Linked DNA regions of Drosophila melanogaster: region 2 is linked to region 1. A link is a contact called in public HiChIP or PLAC-seq data. All regions are on one chromosome and are shown on one strand. The core of a region is the stretch at or near the end of the contact, and the rest is flanking DNA. Distances in the headings are between cores, read along the strand shown. Region 1 holds the start of obst-E (obstructor-E). Region 2 holds the start of CG9171.

Region 1 (3,123 bases), core at 520-3,019:
TTGTTTTAACTATTTGATACGTACTTTATGATCAACGACAAGTCGTGGGATTGCCGTAGGGCAACATTCCACTTGACAATGGATTTTCTCGTCTTCCCGCGATATTACATACACATACCCGGGTATTGAAACTTTAATGACTTTGTGGGCACATACCCCGGTTGTTGAACCCGCGAATATAATTCAAAGATGTTTATTTAATGCGATGTAACAGAAAAGAGTTTAAGTGGTAGACAAGTGCCAGGGACTTTGATGAAGTGATGGTAGTTGTTTTAAGTTGTTTCAAATGTTAGTATATAGTGGGATTGGGATTTTAGGGAATTTTTTGGGATTTTTAGGGATGCATACAAACCATCGCTTATAATGCCATCTAATTTTAAAAGCTGTGCTAAAAATCTTTTCATATTAAATCGTTAAGGCCCTATACTCGAGTGGCTGTACTATTAAAAACCTGTTACCCTATTAACCAGTTTAAAATTCAATGGACACATTTAGCTGCTGTCACTGACGTCATTAGTCGCTTTTTTTTAATTTTACGCCGATCAATTTAAAATCACACAAATTTATTTAAAAATGCTGGTTATCTTGTGAATGTTCACAACGTTAACGATTTGTGTGGTTTTCATTATTTTTTTTTGCTATCCTATTTGATAATTTTAAAGCTTCAACCAAAGTAACCGGCTTTTCCCTATTTGAACCCAAAAAAATTGAATCCATAAACATGCAATTACTTTTCCCATATGTGTTCAAATAGATTTCGGACAAAACGTGACGTTCATCTCGAAATCTGATTCGCGACCGTTGGTTTTTTCGAAACCTGACACACTGAAGATTATGTCGTACTGAATCGAAAGAGGTGCAAACGCGCTTAAAGGTCACAACAACCGGCTGGGCACGCACCGAGATGGATCTGTCGCCTCCAGCTCCCCCAACATGTCTGACCGCTATCCGCGAGATAAACCCGTTCCACACAATGGACCGACCATTGGTGCCAGGCAAAGATTATGCAATAGCCATGTTTCTCTGCCCGCTTCGGCGTGTGAATCAAATTTCTGAAAAGGCTGCCTGCTGACCTTGAAATATCAATGAAATTTCGGTGGGATTTTACATATTAGCCATCACGTTGGCAATAATTACTAGCTTTCTTTGCATTTCTCTATAAAACATTTACTTTAGTTACTTTGCATGAAAATTCGCGTAATTTCCTGCTATTGTGAATCGAATGAGTAGCAGTTTTACGCGTTGTAAAAGTGAATAATTGCACATATGTATGTAGTTTCATCCAAACGTGGGACATACGATAATGTGGGTCTTGGCACTTTTTTCTATGAAATACGAATTTGTTTATATAGGAAGCAATAAGAATTAACTTTAATTCGTTTCCGCACCATTGAATCTTTAATTCTTCAAGATGAAATGAGTTAAATGTGTTAATGTTTCCTGAAATTTTGTGCTGACGTACATATATGCAAATGTTTGTGTCACCTTCTCGAACTTTTCGCCACTATAGAGTATAGCACCAGAAAAGTTTGTGACCAAAGTCATTTGTTTTGCGAAATAATAGTATTAAAAACTATAGTATACTAACCCATTGAGCCAAACATGGCAACGCACAATAGAGCACTGATTAAGATTTTAGCCATTTTGTTTAAATCCTCTTGTTGTTTTCGAATGGCAATGTGATCACTAAAAGTTAAACTAAGGAAGAGCTACTGCGATGCTCAGCCAACGAGCTGACAATTTCGACTGTTTCGCGCTAGAAACGCAACGCAGATATTAACTGGCAACCTCACACTCGAAGCTGAAGCTGCTCCGGCTGAAGCTCTTTTGGATGATGATCATCGGAGCGAGCCGAAACGTCGCCGGAGCTTGGGGATCTTCCCCTGCTGCCTGGTGGGGATTCGCAACAGCTTTTGCCGCCGCCGTCGTAATCTCAGCCTCACTCAATTGCCATGAAAACAAACTTGTCAATAAATAACGAATAAACGAAAAAGACATTCGATGGCACAATATTTCGACAGAAATGAAACATTAATGCAACTGCGATTATAACTTAAGTTGACTCTCCAACCACATTTTGTACATGGAGATATTGATTCTTTCATAATAAGATTTCTTGTGGGGATTTGTTTCTGCTCATAAAATTGTCAGATTCCCGAAGAAAAAATGAAGAATAAATACTTTCGACTCACTTTCGTTCGAGTTGAGTCAGTTCATCAAACCGGAAAGCTCTGCGTTAAGTTTCAGTTAGCAACTGTTTTAAATATTAATCAACGAAGTTTGTATCTAATTTATGTTCGATTTGATTTCCATATTTCGCACTTTTGTTTTCGGTGAACAGCCAGCCGAAAATGAATAAAAACCAGAAAATCCAACATAAAGTCAAGGCCGACTGCGCCCATGAGGCCGTACCAATCACGAAAATCTGACAATGATCTTGGTATTAGGCCTTAGCTTGGGCTGTGGGGATTTTTAAAGAACCAAAGCTTAAATTAAGTAATGAGACAGAAAAACGTGTTTAAGGCATCGAAACAAATGAAATTTGACAGAGATATCGTACGTATACCCAATCGACCATTTGTTTTAAATTTGTGGTTAAATTTATAGACTTTTATATTGATTTTTTTTTCTTCTTTATTTTATCGTTTTTTTTTTTTTTGTGTAGCTTTCCTTAGGTTTTAGCTAGTAGTCCATGCTCAGCAGAGTTGCAATTACCTATTAAAACATTTTTATTTGGACATATGAGGCGTTCTTGAAATATGTGTAAATCTAAATTTTACGATCAAGGACTTCTAGTCAAATTAGTTATAAATCCTAATAAAATTAGATGACAACTTAATTAAAAGTATTCTTCATTAAACAAAAGAAGTTAAATAATTGGCAGGCTGTGAATCATCAAGAAGACTCATTCAATAGGAATTGTGACATAGACTCAAGTTATAAAAAATAATCTATTTCGATATATAGTAAACATTATAGTTTAATACATTGCCCTTCGGTTTTATTTATATACATACAAAAATATGCTGTATGCATGAACACACAGCGTTGCCAATTTAATTGCAAACTAAATAGTATTCAGCTGCTTGATTAATGGACTTACAAATAATTTATGTTTATCGT
Region 2 (3,250 bases), core at 409-2,908, 34 kb after region 1:
CAAGTTCTTTTTTAATAGTCGTGCGCATAAATTAAGTTATATATTTTCGAGTGTTTGCTAAGTGACAATATTTAGCCACAAACGACGAGAAGATTTATGTGGACTCCGGCGATTTAATGAGCTGTTTTTAAAGAAAACAAATGCCAAACAAATTTTTAATGGGCTAACAAATGTGTTGTTAATGTGAAAATTAAATCGCGATTGGAAAATGGAACTCATCAAATTGGCAATTAACCAAAACGATTAATTTCAGTTCTCTGCCTGCGAATAAAATGGAACTTGTTATGATTTTCCCATAGATTCGATAATGATTGCCAAGAATGTTATCAATCTTATCATTCAAGTGGTATAGAACCGCATGATTAGCGCTCAAGGAAAACCCCATAAATGACGACAATCATGGGAAATTTTAAACAAATTATGGTAACATTATAAACCTTAAAAATTGTACTTGATGTAGTTACGAAGTTGGTCTGATATGAGTAGCAAATTTCATAAAAAAAAAGGCGGAAGACGAAAAAAAAAGGGGCGAACAATAGCGCCAGTTAGGCATGATGTATAAAATAAACTTTTACAATTGTTAAATATTATTATCGCACTTACATCACACACACAGCGAGGAGATTTTCGATTTTTGTGCTGCTGCTGATGATGATTTAGATAATTTCTTTATTTCGATATTTGCTGGTGGCCGCACGAATTTGAAATTTGATTTCTTTTGATTTGGCTTTGTGTTTCGTATTTTGTTGATTTTTTGGCTGCTCTTTTGGGCGAAACGAAAAGAAATCGCGCTAATATTTCTGCTCTACCTGCTGTTTGTTGTTGCTGTCGCCTCGCTATGCTTTGCTTTGCTGACCGTTTTCTATGAATGAAAGAGGCGCTGGGCAAAAGCAACAACTGCAACAAAACAGTAAAAAAAAGACGTGAGAGGCGTGACGCGACAGCAGAGAAAAAAACCGAATTAATGATGGGAGGGGGGGGGGGGGGTTAGGCGGGGCAAAGCGAAATGTAACGAAACGGGTTTTCACATAGTTTGTAGCCCAGTGTTGTGGCCCTGGAGAAAGAGAAACGGAGGAGACACGCAAAACAGAACGAGAAACTTTTACACTGGCCAACAAACAGTGTGAGAAGGCGTATGGGTGCGGGGGGTGAGGTAGGGAGAGGCGCGGCAGGGCTCAGCTGATTGTGATTGGGATTTTCGGGCATGCCACATGCAGCGGCGGCAACAGCAGCAACAACAATAACAGCCTCCCACTCTCGCGCTCTCTCACTCGCTCGCTCTCTTTGCTGCAAATCGAATTTTTTGTTGTTTATTTAGGTGACGCTCGCACACATTGGCAAACATTTCAATCCGTGTGTGCTGCACACTTGTTTTTCCTTCTTTAGCCCCGATTCCACGGCAATTTGTGCACTTCGCTGCCGTTCGTTTGTTTTATCCCAATCTTAATCTTTATTTTTATCCCAGACTGGCGGCTGGCTGGCTTTCTCCGCACCGCACAAGCACACACACTCGATACAATCGCACACACCTTGATGCGCTCCTTTGGCGAGCCACTCATTTGATTTAAAGGCCTTTTCCGATTGGCACGCGCGTCCGCCACCCGCACACACGCGAAAAACACGACCGTTTCGCTCGAAGTCTCGAAATCGAAAAAGTGGAAAAGCCTACAAAAAGTCTGTGGCATTTCGGTTGGCAGAGAGCGCATTGTGCGCTAAGAGAGCGACTAAGAGAGGTCCGCATGCGGTGTTTGCGGATATTTTCACATTCCGGCTACGGCCACACTGCTGCAGCAGGGGTTGATGAACAAATAACCGGCGGTTGTTGCACACGCTAAGTTGATCGAAATGCAAAACTTAATAGGCTATTCACACTGATTTCATTTGAATTTATGTTTGATTTCGTTACTATTATATCAACAAGATATTCTGTAACAATAGAAATAATAGTATAGTCTATATAGTATAGTATATATATATAGTATAATAGTCTTTCATCTAATTTATTTTTTAGCCAGTTGTTTAGTTTTAGTTTTTTTTTTAAAAATGTAGCTACCATACAAGTTCGCCTCAAGACAATGTTTTTAATTTAAGACTAAAGACCGTATAGATTGATCTTTTGCACAGACGATTGTTCATACACATTACACTTATGACGCTAGAAAAAGAACGTTTGAGAAATTATAATATCTTCGGTTCGCTATGCTGCTGCTTTGTACGTCGAGTGAATTAGACATCTGTGTCTGAGAAAGGAACGAATTGAAAAACATACACAGGGTCGAGCGCCGCGACTCTATTCCCAACTTAAAGCTAAAGCTGTCATACAATGTCCTTACCACGTGGTGCTAGTAGTCGGGATCATGGTTCCAGCTTGATGGTCGTTTGCTTTATTAACGCCAGCACTGCCTCCTGCCGCTCCATATACGCCAGAAAGTTATGTTTCATGTCCAGGAACTGCTTCTCCTTGCGCACGAGCGACTGCAGACAGGCGTCGTTCTGCTGCTCGAGCAAACTGTTCTCCTTGCGCAGCGCCTCCACTATTGCCATTGTGATCTTGCCCGAGTGCGGCAGTATACTACGTCGCCCTCGTCTCCTTTTGCTCGCCGAACGTTCGGCGTCCGTCTGGCCACCGTTGGTGTGGCCTCCATATGGCGCATCCTCTGCCTCGGGCAGGATGTGGTTGGCAGGCGTGAGAGGCGACCGCTGAATGACACTTTCGGCAGTAGCTCTCTCCAGGTAGTGGCTAGCCGCGTTTTCCAGCTGCGTCACTGTGGGCTTGTATTCAATATTCACCAGCTGGTGGTGTTCGTCTGGCAGAGGCTCTGTCTTCACTACTGCGGGAACTAGGGGCTGGGCATCGAGGAAGGTGCATCCCTCTGAGTCGCGCTCAAATTTTAGCTGGGCGGGCGAAGTGTATAGCAGTGGCGGCAGGGCGGGCAAATCCACACGTGCTGTCGCACGGATCGTCTCCAGCACATTGCGGAAATGGAAGAGGGCGGACGACGGCCAGGCAGGACAGAAGAGGCAATCGATCAGCGCGTAGAGACGCCAATCCTTCGCGAAGTTCGCATTGCCCCCCACGCGATTGCGATCGTTCCTGCAGAGAAGTGGAAGGAGATATTAGCACTGTGAACTGACCCGAGCCGCTGCTGCGCCTCACAAATACTTGTTGCGGTAGCTGTTGATGCGCCGGCGAGCCTCCTGCTTATTGAGCCGAACTCCGTTCTGCTGCAGGCCGTGCGCGATTTCCCGG

What was found. HiChIP or PLAC-seq counts read pairs in DNA pulled down with a chosen protein or histone mark.
Region 2: a POLR2A S2P HiChIP or PLAC-seq map of the Kc167 cell line shows a contact between it and region 1, with 3 times the contacts expected there. The contact joins the promoter of CG9171 here to the promoter of obst-E in region 1. A contact is called at or near these places in 1 of 1 datasets of contacts at CTCF or cohesin (the Kc167 cell line), 56 of 107 Hi-C or Micro-C datasets (the Clone 8 cell line, the D17-c3 cell line, the Kc167 cell line and 21 more) and 2 of 6 datasets of contacts at active chromatin or transcription factors (both in the Kc167 cell line).

Annotation. Positions count from the first base shown.
Region 1 is chr2L:5,764,373-5,767,495 of dm6, forward strand. It overlaps obst-E (obstructor-E), which reads right to left and starts at 1,770. Exons shown (of 2, transcript NM_164659.3): 1 at 1,589-1,770. The coding sequence starts at 1,643. It overlaps CG9171, which reads right to left. Exons shown (of 8, transcript NM_001169420.3): 8 at 2,630-3,123.
Region 2 is chr2L:5,798,515-5,801,764 of dm6, forward strand. It overlaps CG9171, which reads right to left and starts at 1,659. Exons shown (of 8, transcript NM_001169420.3): 1 at 1,530-1,659; 2 at 604-763. CG14005 reads right to left here. Exons shown (of 2, transcript NM_135115.4): 1 at 3,158-3,250; 2 at 2,003-3,094. The coding sequence ends at 2,356.